Linked DNA regions of Gossypium hirsutum: region 1 is linked to region 2. A link is a contact called in public Hi-C data. All regions are on one chromosome and are shown on one strand. The core of a region is the stretch at or near the end of the contact, and the rest is flanking DNA. Distances in the headings are between cores, read along the strand shown.

The links. Hi-C and Micro-C count contacts between places; a contact is called where the count stands out from the background.
Region 1: a contact with region 2 is called in a Hi-C map of leaf, with 3 times the contacts expected there. The contact joins the promoter of LOC107926888 here to the promoter of LOC107926882 in region 2. A contact is called at or near these places in 2 of 34 Hi-C or Micro-C datasets (both in leaf).

The regions. Positions count from the first base shown.
Region 1 is chrA08:94,347,040-94,351,480 of Gossypium_hirsutum_v2.1, reverse strand. LOC107926888 (E3 ubiquitin-protein ligase RFI2) reads right to left here and starts at 2,170. Exons shown (of 6, transcript XM_016857828.2): 1 at 1,788-2,170; 2 at 1,254-1,426; 3 at 568-626. The coding sequence starts at 1,983. It overlaps LOC121204554 (a long non-coding RNA gene), which reads right to left. Exons shown (of 2, transcript XR_005899601.1): 2 at 3,938-4,275.
Region 2 is chrA08:93,900,154-93,904,337 of Gossypium_hirsutum_v2.1, reverse strand. LOC107926882 (nuclear transcription factor Y subunit B-5) reads left to right here and starts at 1,284. Exons shown (of 1, transcript XM_041074652.1): 1 at 1,284-1,878. The coding sequence starts at 1,310. The coding sequence ends at 1,762.

The DNA.
Region 1 (4,441 bases), core at 921-3,420, 450 kb before region 2:
CCATCTGCTCCTCTAATGCTTGTTGCCTTGTAGCCATTTGTTCCATAAATGCCTCCAGCTTGGCTGTCAAAGTTTTTTCGTCACCCATGATAGCTAACTCTGATACCAAGTTGTTATGCGCCGTGGCGTAGGATCTAGTCACAGGTCTAGACGAGAAAGAATTCTTGCTTCGACCTATGGTTACTCAAAAGGCAGATTCGTCATTGACTGAACCCCCTCTCAAAATAATGTTTCTTTTGATAGAATAATTGCTTTCCTCTTTATTTCATATTGACAGCCTTTTATAGACTGTTAATGACAAAGGAAAGAGTCCTAATTGACATAAAATAGAATTCCTAACTTAAGAGTTTATGAAGGAAATAAAAACCTAATATAATAGATAAGTAAAACTAAAACTCTTAGTAAAACCTGATATATAATAAATAAATAAAACTAAAAACTCCTATTGCAATTAAAGTGTCCATATCACAATTCAAGAGAAAATGATTTAAAACGGTCCCGCAATTGTAGTACAAGAAAAAATGGTCAAAATGAAACCAACACCTCAAAAAGAGAGATAACGCTTACTCAGATGATGAACCGATTCTTGTGAATTCGCCATATGGACACCACTGAGCTCTAAATTGCTGCTATAAAAAAAAGGTACTAAGACAGTGTGATCACAAAGCTCAAATGAAGAACACATTGTAAGCAAGAATTAACCAACACTTTCAATAATAGCTAACAAAAAGTGGATTCAAAGAAGAAAAACATATGGCACCTATACAACAAGTTCTGTAACAGAAAACAATAGAAAGAAGATAAATGAATCACGGTTTTTAAACTTTTCTTTCTGTGAACACTGAAGCTTATATTTATGCATGTTAGTGCGTAGACATGAAGGCCCTGATTGGTATGAAAGATGGAAATGAGATAGGATGGAAAATTTGTTAAGCTAATGGTTAAGCTACAAAGTAGGAAACTAATTATGAATTTTAACCTTCAGATAAATAAATTTTCCATCCATACTCCTTTCCGTCCTTTGTACGGAGCCAAGCCAAAGAGTAGCATAAAGATAACACATATCACATGACAAGTCATAATTTATATCGAACTGAGAGACTAGAATTTGAGGCATGCCATTAGATGCATGTCAAGAGTTTGAAAACATAACATCACATCAAGTTAAGAAACAAGCTAATTGCAGAAGCTGATTGATGTATGCTTAATAAACAACAATACCAACAAATAGAAAACATAGGAATTTGCTTTACCATTTCAGAATAAACTGGCTCATAATAATCATCATCAAGATTCCAGTCCTCCATGGTTAGCTCAGGAAGCGATCGGTTGGATCCATTCGCATACAACCACTGACCTTTTTCTACCTTTCGGCAATTCGGGCATTGCATCGCCCCCTTCATATTAAAGGCCGAACCAATGCAATCTGCAAATATGGGTCCAGTAGCAGGAAATAACCCAAACCAACAATGACAAGAACACATAAAATCATGGTTCAAGCAGAAACAGTAAATGCATGAAGTTTGCTTCATCTGTTTAAGGCACTTTCCTTAAAGCTACACATCTTTTTGAATGGCAACCAATTATATCAAACTGACAAAGATTATTCAACTAGACTTCTATCATCATAATTTCATTGATAAAAAGCCAGAAATAATTCGCATAAATGATTTTTTTACCAAAAAAAAAAACGGATGAGATGTTAATAAGCAGCGACAGAACTTACAAAATCATTTTACCCCAATTTTAAAAAAAAACAGCATAATTAAGAAAAAAATTAAAATTACCTAGATGGAATTGATGACCACATAGAAGCTTAGCCCTGGATCTACCTCCAGTATCGGAGACCAAATCAAGGCAAATCGAGCAAGAGACATCAGAAGAAGATGGGGGAACAGCACCAACATCCCCATCAGGACCGTCCATCAATTGATGATGATCATCATGATCAAGATCAAGTAGAGAGGCTTTGGAGCGCACCATACCCTTTCTTTGAACAATCAAAAAAGCATACAAAAAAGAAAGAAAGAAAACCCAAACTTGAATTTGTAGTGAATGGGGAGGTTTGTGAATCTGCTGTGTGTTTTGGTTTGGATGTGAAGAAATCTATCCGATGTTTCGGTGTCCCACCTGTCAGATTACTTGGATGGGACTTTCAACAGTTTTATACGCTCTGTTGTCTTTTACTGGATTTTTTTGTTTTATATAAAGTTTACTCTCTTTTTTCTTTTTTTTTTAAATTACATTAACGTTGGTATTTTTATTAAATAAAAAAATCAGCAATTTTTGCCTTTAATCTCTATTACTATTAAATGCTTCCTTGAGTTGTATAATGAGTTAGCATACAGCAAAAAATAATAATAATAATAACAATTTTATTATTATGTTTATAATAATTTTATTTTTTAATAAAATAAATAATTTAAACTTCAAATTTAAAAGAAATTTCAAAATAGATAAATTATTAAATTGGGAGATTTAATATTCTTTAAATCCTAATTTCAACCTTGATGTTGATTTCATATTTTTTTCTTTCAATTTATAATTTGGATGTCACATGATTTAATATCACTAAAAATGTATTACTACGTAAAAAAAACCATATAGTATTATTTTTCTCATGAAAAGATGAAATATTTTTACATTTATGTTAGATTTTTTTATACCCTATAATAATCAAGTTTTTAGTAAAATCAATTTTTTATATTTTATTTTAATTCACTATAAAAAAAATTCACTTATAAAAAAAATCAATCATTGGTATAAAATACATTATTTACTAAATTATTTATTTATAATAACATATTATCTAAGTAAAATTCTTACTATTTTATATAAGCAAGCCTGTTAATTATAATTTATTACATAAAAATAATCTTAATTAAAATATTTAAATTTTACGTGAAAAAGTTTATTAATCATATTTTATCATATGAAATAATTTTCAATGGTTAAAATTAAAGATATCAATTCAATAAGCTACTAAGTTTGCTAATTTAATATTCTATTATGAATCTAATGGTAAATTAATTATTAATTTAATTTGATAACTCAAATTGATTAATTGAACTTTTTAAATTTATAAACTTTATAATTAATCAATGTAAAATAAAATTTATATAAAAGTAATAATACAGCGGTATGTTAATTTAATTCACACTTTTTATTAAACGTAATTCTCTTTTTCTTTTCCTCTTTTTTTTTTTTATGCAGATTCACATTCACCGTATAAATCCTATGGTTGATTTATAAACCACTTCTTTATAACAGAAGAAGAGGGTTATTGATGATTTGGAGATTGAAAATAGATAGAGATAAATGGATAATGAAAATGTTGATGGGCTGGCTAGAACTTTTAAGGCCCGTAAGTTCTTTAATTAGTCCTTGGACGATCCTTGATGCCGCAAAATCCATCTACCCTTGATGAAGCTTCCAGACTGCCACGCTTCCACTTGCTCTCGGGATCCTATTAAGAATACTCCAATTTGACTTTAATAAAATTTCATGTCGATTTCATAATTATGAAGTTGAGTTAAATTCGAGTTTAATACAACTTGTTAATTTTATTCAACTTTTATTTTTAATATTTTTATATTATTAAATTATATTATTATGATGTGTCCCCTTTAGGCTTGATTATAGGTTGGTCGGGTTGACTTTAGGTCGGGCCAATTTAAAATTTTAAGTTTATTTTTTAGGCTTAAACTCGACCCGACTTGAAAAAGAGAATAAAATTTTATCTAAACCCGACTATGATAAAAAAATGTTAAATTTGAAGTCGGTCCGACTGTATTAAATTTTTTTATATAAAATAAACTAAAATATATATAATACATCAAATTTACTAAAAAATATTTTTTTTTGAACAAATTAAAAATATATTAAGAAAATCTTTATACTTAAATAATACTAAAATAGTTAAAACTTAACAAGCAAATGCCTCTAAAATATTAGCAAAATTAATAATAAAATAAAAATTATACGATATCCAAATAAAAAATAAAGTAGTAATATTGTACAAGCCCGATTCTGCCCGAGCCTCAAAAGCCCTACCAATTAACCCAACAATTAAATAAAAAGCTCAAATAAACTAAACCAACAGACCCAAAACCTAATATACCCAATTCAAGCCCAAACCCAATAGTTTAACCTAACCCTAGCCCAGACAAAATCAAAAAAAGAAAAAACCTTAGGCCCCCTAGGTTCAGCCGCCGTACCAGCATGCCCACACGCCTCCTCCTAGCCTGCTGCCACCACCTGCTCTCGTTCCATCACCTGCAAACAGAGAAAAAGAGACACGCAAGACAGAGCAGAAACAGTAGAATGCAAATAGTAATAAAGAACTTTTGTAAGAGGCTATAAAGCCAAAAAAGAAACAAATGTATTCGGGTTTTTTTTGGATACAAAAAAGGAGAAGAATGTAAATGCAAAAGGTTTTCAA
Region 2 (4,184 bases), core at 35-2,534:
TCAAATATCTTCTCTAAACTATTCATCATCCAAGGTCTTCTTTTCTTTCACAAATATTCAATTTTGTGAGACAACAATGATTGATTCCAAATGAACAATAAGAATATAATAAATTATAATTAGTTTACATAAGCAAACCCACTTTCATCATTAATAAATAAATAATTAAGTTAAAACCTCACGCTTAGTACTATATATAGAATGCAAGCTTGAATTAATAACTAAACAAAAATCATATACATACACATGACATGCATATGTAATGTGATTCATCATTCATCAAGATTAATGGCCTTAATAATTTACTTACTTTGGTCATCATAGGGCTATACGTGGCATTATATACCAAGTCCAGAGTTTCAGGATCGTGTAACCCGAACCACATGACTTCACAACATAAACAACTATTAAAAAAAGTGAAACAATTTCATGTCGTGTAGTGTGACATAAATAATCTCAAGTACGAAAAACCCTAAATTAGTAGGTAATCCAACTTTATTAGTGCTTTAATTTAGAATTAATTTTGTTGCAGCTATGGCAAGAACCCCACACGTGCATATCTTTAAGTCCACACATTTCAAATTTTCAGATTTTTCTATTTATAATATTTATTTTTTTTGAGTTCCAACCTTATTGAGAGCAGACTATGAAGAGGGACCATTGTCTGTAAGTGATAAGTTTTGAGTATTTTTCTTTATGCCTTTTTAAGGTTTAGTTTGCTCCCACGATCCCCTACTCTTACGAATATTTAATGTATTATTAGTACTTATCTAATATTAATAAATAATAATATAACACTTTATTATTAGTGAAATAAAAATAATAATAGAGAAATTATAAAAAACTCTAACTTGTAAACTCAAACCCTAAACGTAATGTGTGATTTAAATTTTAAATCCTTTACCATAAACATTAAACTCGAAATTTAAAATCTGAACAAATCGTAATAAGTATAATCGACATTTACTTATGTTTAAATAAATCTATATATTAATATATATTTATAAGTTCTCAAATATTTTTTATTTTACTTAATAATGATTTTTCATATTATTAACTGATAATGTATAAAATATTATTTTTTAATAAGAAAATCAAATCCACACCAACAATGCTTTGTATTGGTTGATCGGTTTATATCATGAATTGTCATGTAGTCGAATAAATTTTACCATTTTACTATTTATATGTATATAGATGTGTGTATGTATATAAATAAGTATGAGCCTATATAATAGCAAATTAGCAGTTAGAAGAGACGTGTCTGAGTTTAAGAGGTATAATTTTTTTTTTTTTGCTTTTAATAGAAATGGCTGATAAAATAGGGATTAATAATTTAGATAGTGAAGGTCTTAAGTACAACTTTGCCACAGGCGCTGCTAGTAGTGTCCTCTCAGGCGAGGATGGCATCATCAAGGAACAAGACCGGCTGCTTCCGATAGCGAATGTCGGCCGGATCATGAAGCAGATCCTACCTCCCAACGCCAAGATCTCCAAGGAAGCCAAAGAAACCATGCAGGAATGCGTGTCGGAGTTCATCAGCTTCGTCACCGGGGAGGCATCCGAAAAGTGCCACAAGGAGAAGCGGAAGACGGTTAACGGGGACGACGTTTGTTGGGCACTGGCAACGCTAGGGTTTGACAACTACGCCGAGCAATTGAAGAGGTATTTGCATAGGTATAGGGAACAAGAAGGAGAAAGAGTTAGCCAAAATAGGGCTATCGAGAGGAGCGATAGCTCTCTTGCAACAAGGCCCTTTTGAAAGGGACAATACTACAATAAAATTAATATTCAAAAACTTGATTTTTACATTAAGCACTCTGTGTTTCTCTGACGTTTGTTTTCTGAATTGAGTAATATCAGCTTTAGAATTGTTGAGGTTTTTTTTTTCCTTTAAATTTATTTGCAGGTATTTTGTTTAAAGTTTAAACCACAAAATTGGGATTTTGTGTACGAAAATTTTAGGGTTTGTTTTATGCTTCTTCTTGCTTTCTTTCTTTTTTGGCTTACTTAAATTTCGATTTTGATCTGATTTCTTCGACTGTTTTTGACTACTTTGAGTGTTCTTCATTGGCACCAAAGAGTAAAGACTACTAATTTCAACTTTCAAGCTTGTTTTTTATGCATATTGTGGATGTTGGATCAAAATTTGAGGATTATATCCGATTTAGATTTCAAATTTAATAGAGAGCTGAGCAAATGCCTAGTGTAGCCATTTCTTCATTTACCCTTTGGAAATAGTCAATTAGTCATACTTATCCAAGGTTAGGGTTTGTGTCTGAAAATCCGAGATCTTGGGACCACAGTAAGTATTTGGACATTTCTTTGTTTTGTCGTGAAAACCCCGCATCAGGTCTCGATCATGATGCAAGCAATTAATATATATTAATGTAAATAATATTCAAAGGGATTGAATATATAGTTTTCCTGCAACTGAGGATGATTGAGAGATGGGTTGATGCAGAAAAATGAATTAGAGAATTAATAAAAACATAGGAGCTGAGTAAGTAATGGTTTCTAGGGTTTGTCATTTGGAACTTCTTGTGTTTAAATTAACCGTTTGAAAAGATACCTGTCTGAAAGAAAAACAAAAGTAAAAGATTCTATTTGATTCTTTTTTTCTTATTTATTTCAGACAAGCAACAAATTTATTGTGAAAACCTAGACAAACAGCCCCTTCGAACCCTAACATAACATCTTTTAATTTGCTTTCTAATGAAATTTCTTTTCTTAATTAATTGTCAACTTCCCTTGTCTTCTTCGTTCATTTAATCAATTTAGACTAACGGGTAACTTAAATTCAATTAGGTAAAGTTTAGTAACTAAAATTTGGATTTAGATCAACCCCATGTGATGTCATGACAATTAGAATATTTACCGTCTCAAGTGTGGTCTAGATTCGAGTCGCGTTAGTCGTGTTTATTATTCGGGTTTTACCTATTCTTATAATTCACTAAAAACAAAATTTGGATTTAGATTTAAATTTTAAAATTTAAAATTTGAAATTTATAATTTATGAATTTATTATTTCTCAATTTATTTTTTAGATAATTCCAATTTAGATTGAGATTTCAACTAATTTTAAGCTCTAAAAACATTTTATTAAAATTTAATTATTTAGGAGGATTTTGATTGAGCTGTTGAATTAATTTTTTAATGATTTATTTTATAGATTGGACGAACCAATAGTACTAGTCAAACCGATCAAATCGGTTGAATTGATTGACCAACAAAATATCACTTTCTATTTTTATATTTTTATAATTTTTTTGGGTTAAAATATTAAAAAGAAATCTCAATAAGTCATTTATACTTTGTTTATACCTCAATAAAATCATACAATTATCTGTACTTAAATAAGTAGACTTAGGTATAAATTACAAGTCAGGGGTTTATAAATTAAAATTGTAAAACTTAAGGAATAATTGAATTTTTGAATATCTATATTCTATTAAATTAAAAACATAAAGCTTCGTCACTATTTTCAAAACTGGACTAAATCAATTGGTTAGACCAATTGCATTGGGCATAAGCGGACTTACTTAGTTATAAATTAAAAGTCAAGGGTTTAAAATTAAAATTGTGAAAATAATGGTATAAATGAAAATTTTTAATATTTATATTGTATTAAATTAAATGCTTAAATCTTTGTCGATGTTTTTAGAATCGGATCAACCGGGGTACCAGCTTAGAATTAGGGGCATATTGGTTGACTTGTGAGTAGGTTGAACTGGTTAGACTACTCGAACTGGCAATCAAATCATTTAAACCAATTTTATCTATTTTTATTTATGTTTTATTTTTAATAATTTATTCAACAGAACTAATTGGATCGATCAAGTCTATTGAATCGAGAATCGGTGGTTTAATCTGTTCGTCTATTAGTCTAATTCTAAAAACCTTGAGCTTCGTTAATAATATATTATAAGTAAAATTATTTATTTATTGTTTAGGTTTTGAATGAAGTGTGAAACAACAAAACAAATAAGTTCTCATGTTTTTCTTTAAACAAATCTTGTCTTTTGAAAATTCTAAAATTTGAAATGGATTTTAAAATTTAAAATTTAAATCTTATGCAATTTGATTTAGATTGCCGAAAGTCAAATCCAACTCTTTATTTATTATCTAAAGAAAGAATTTGGATTTTCTAAATCCAAATCTAGATTTTTTTTAACACAATTCAT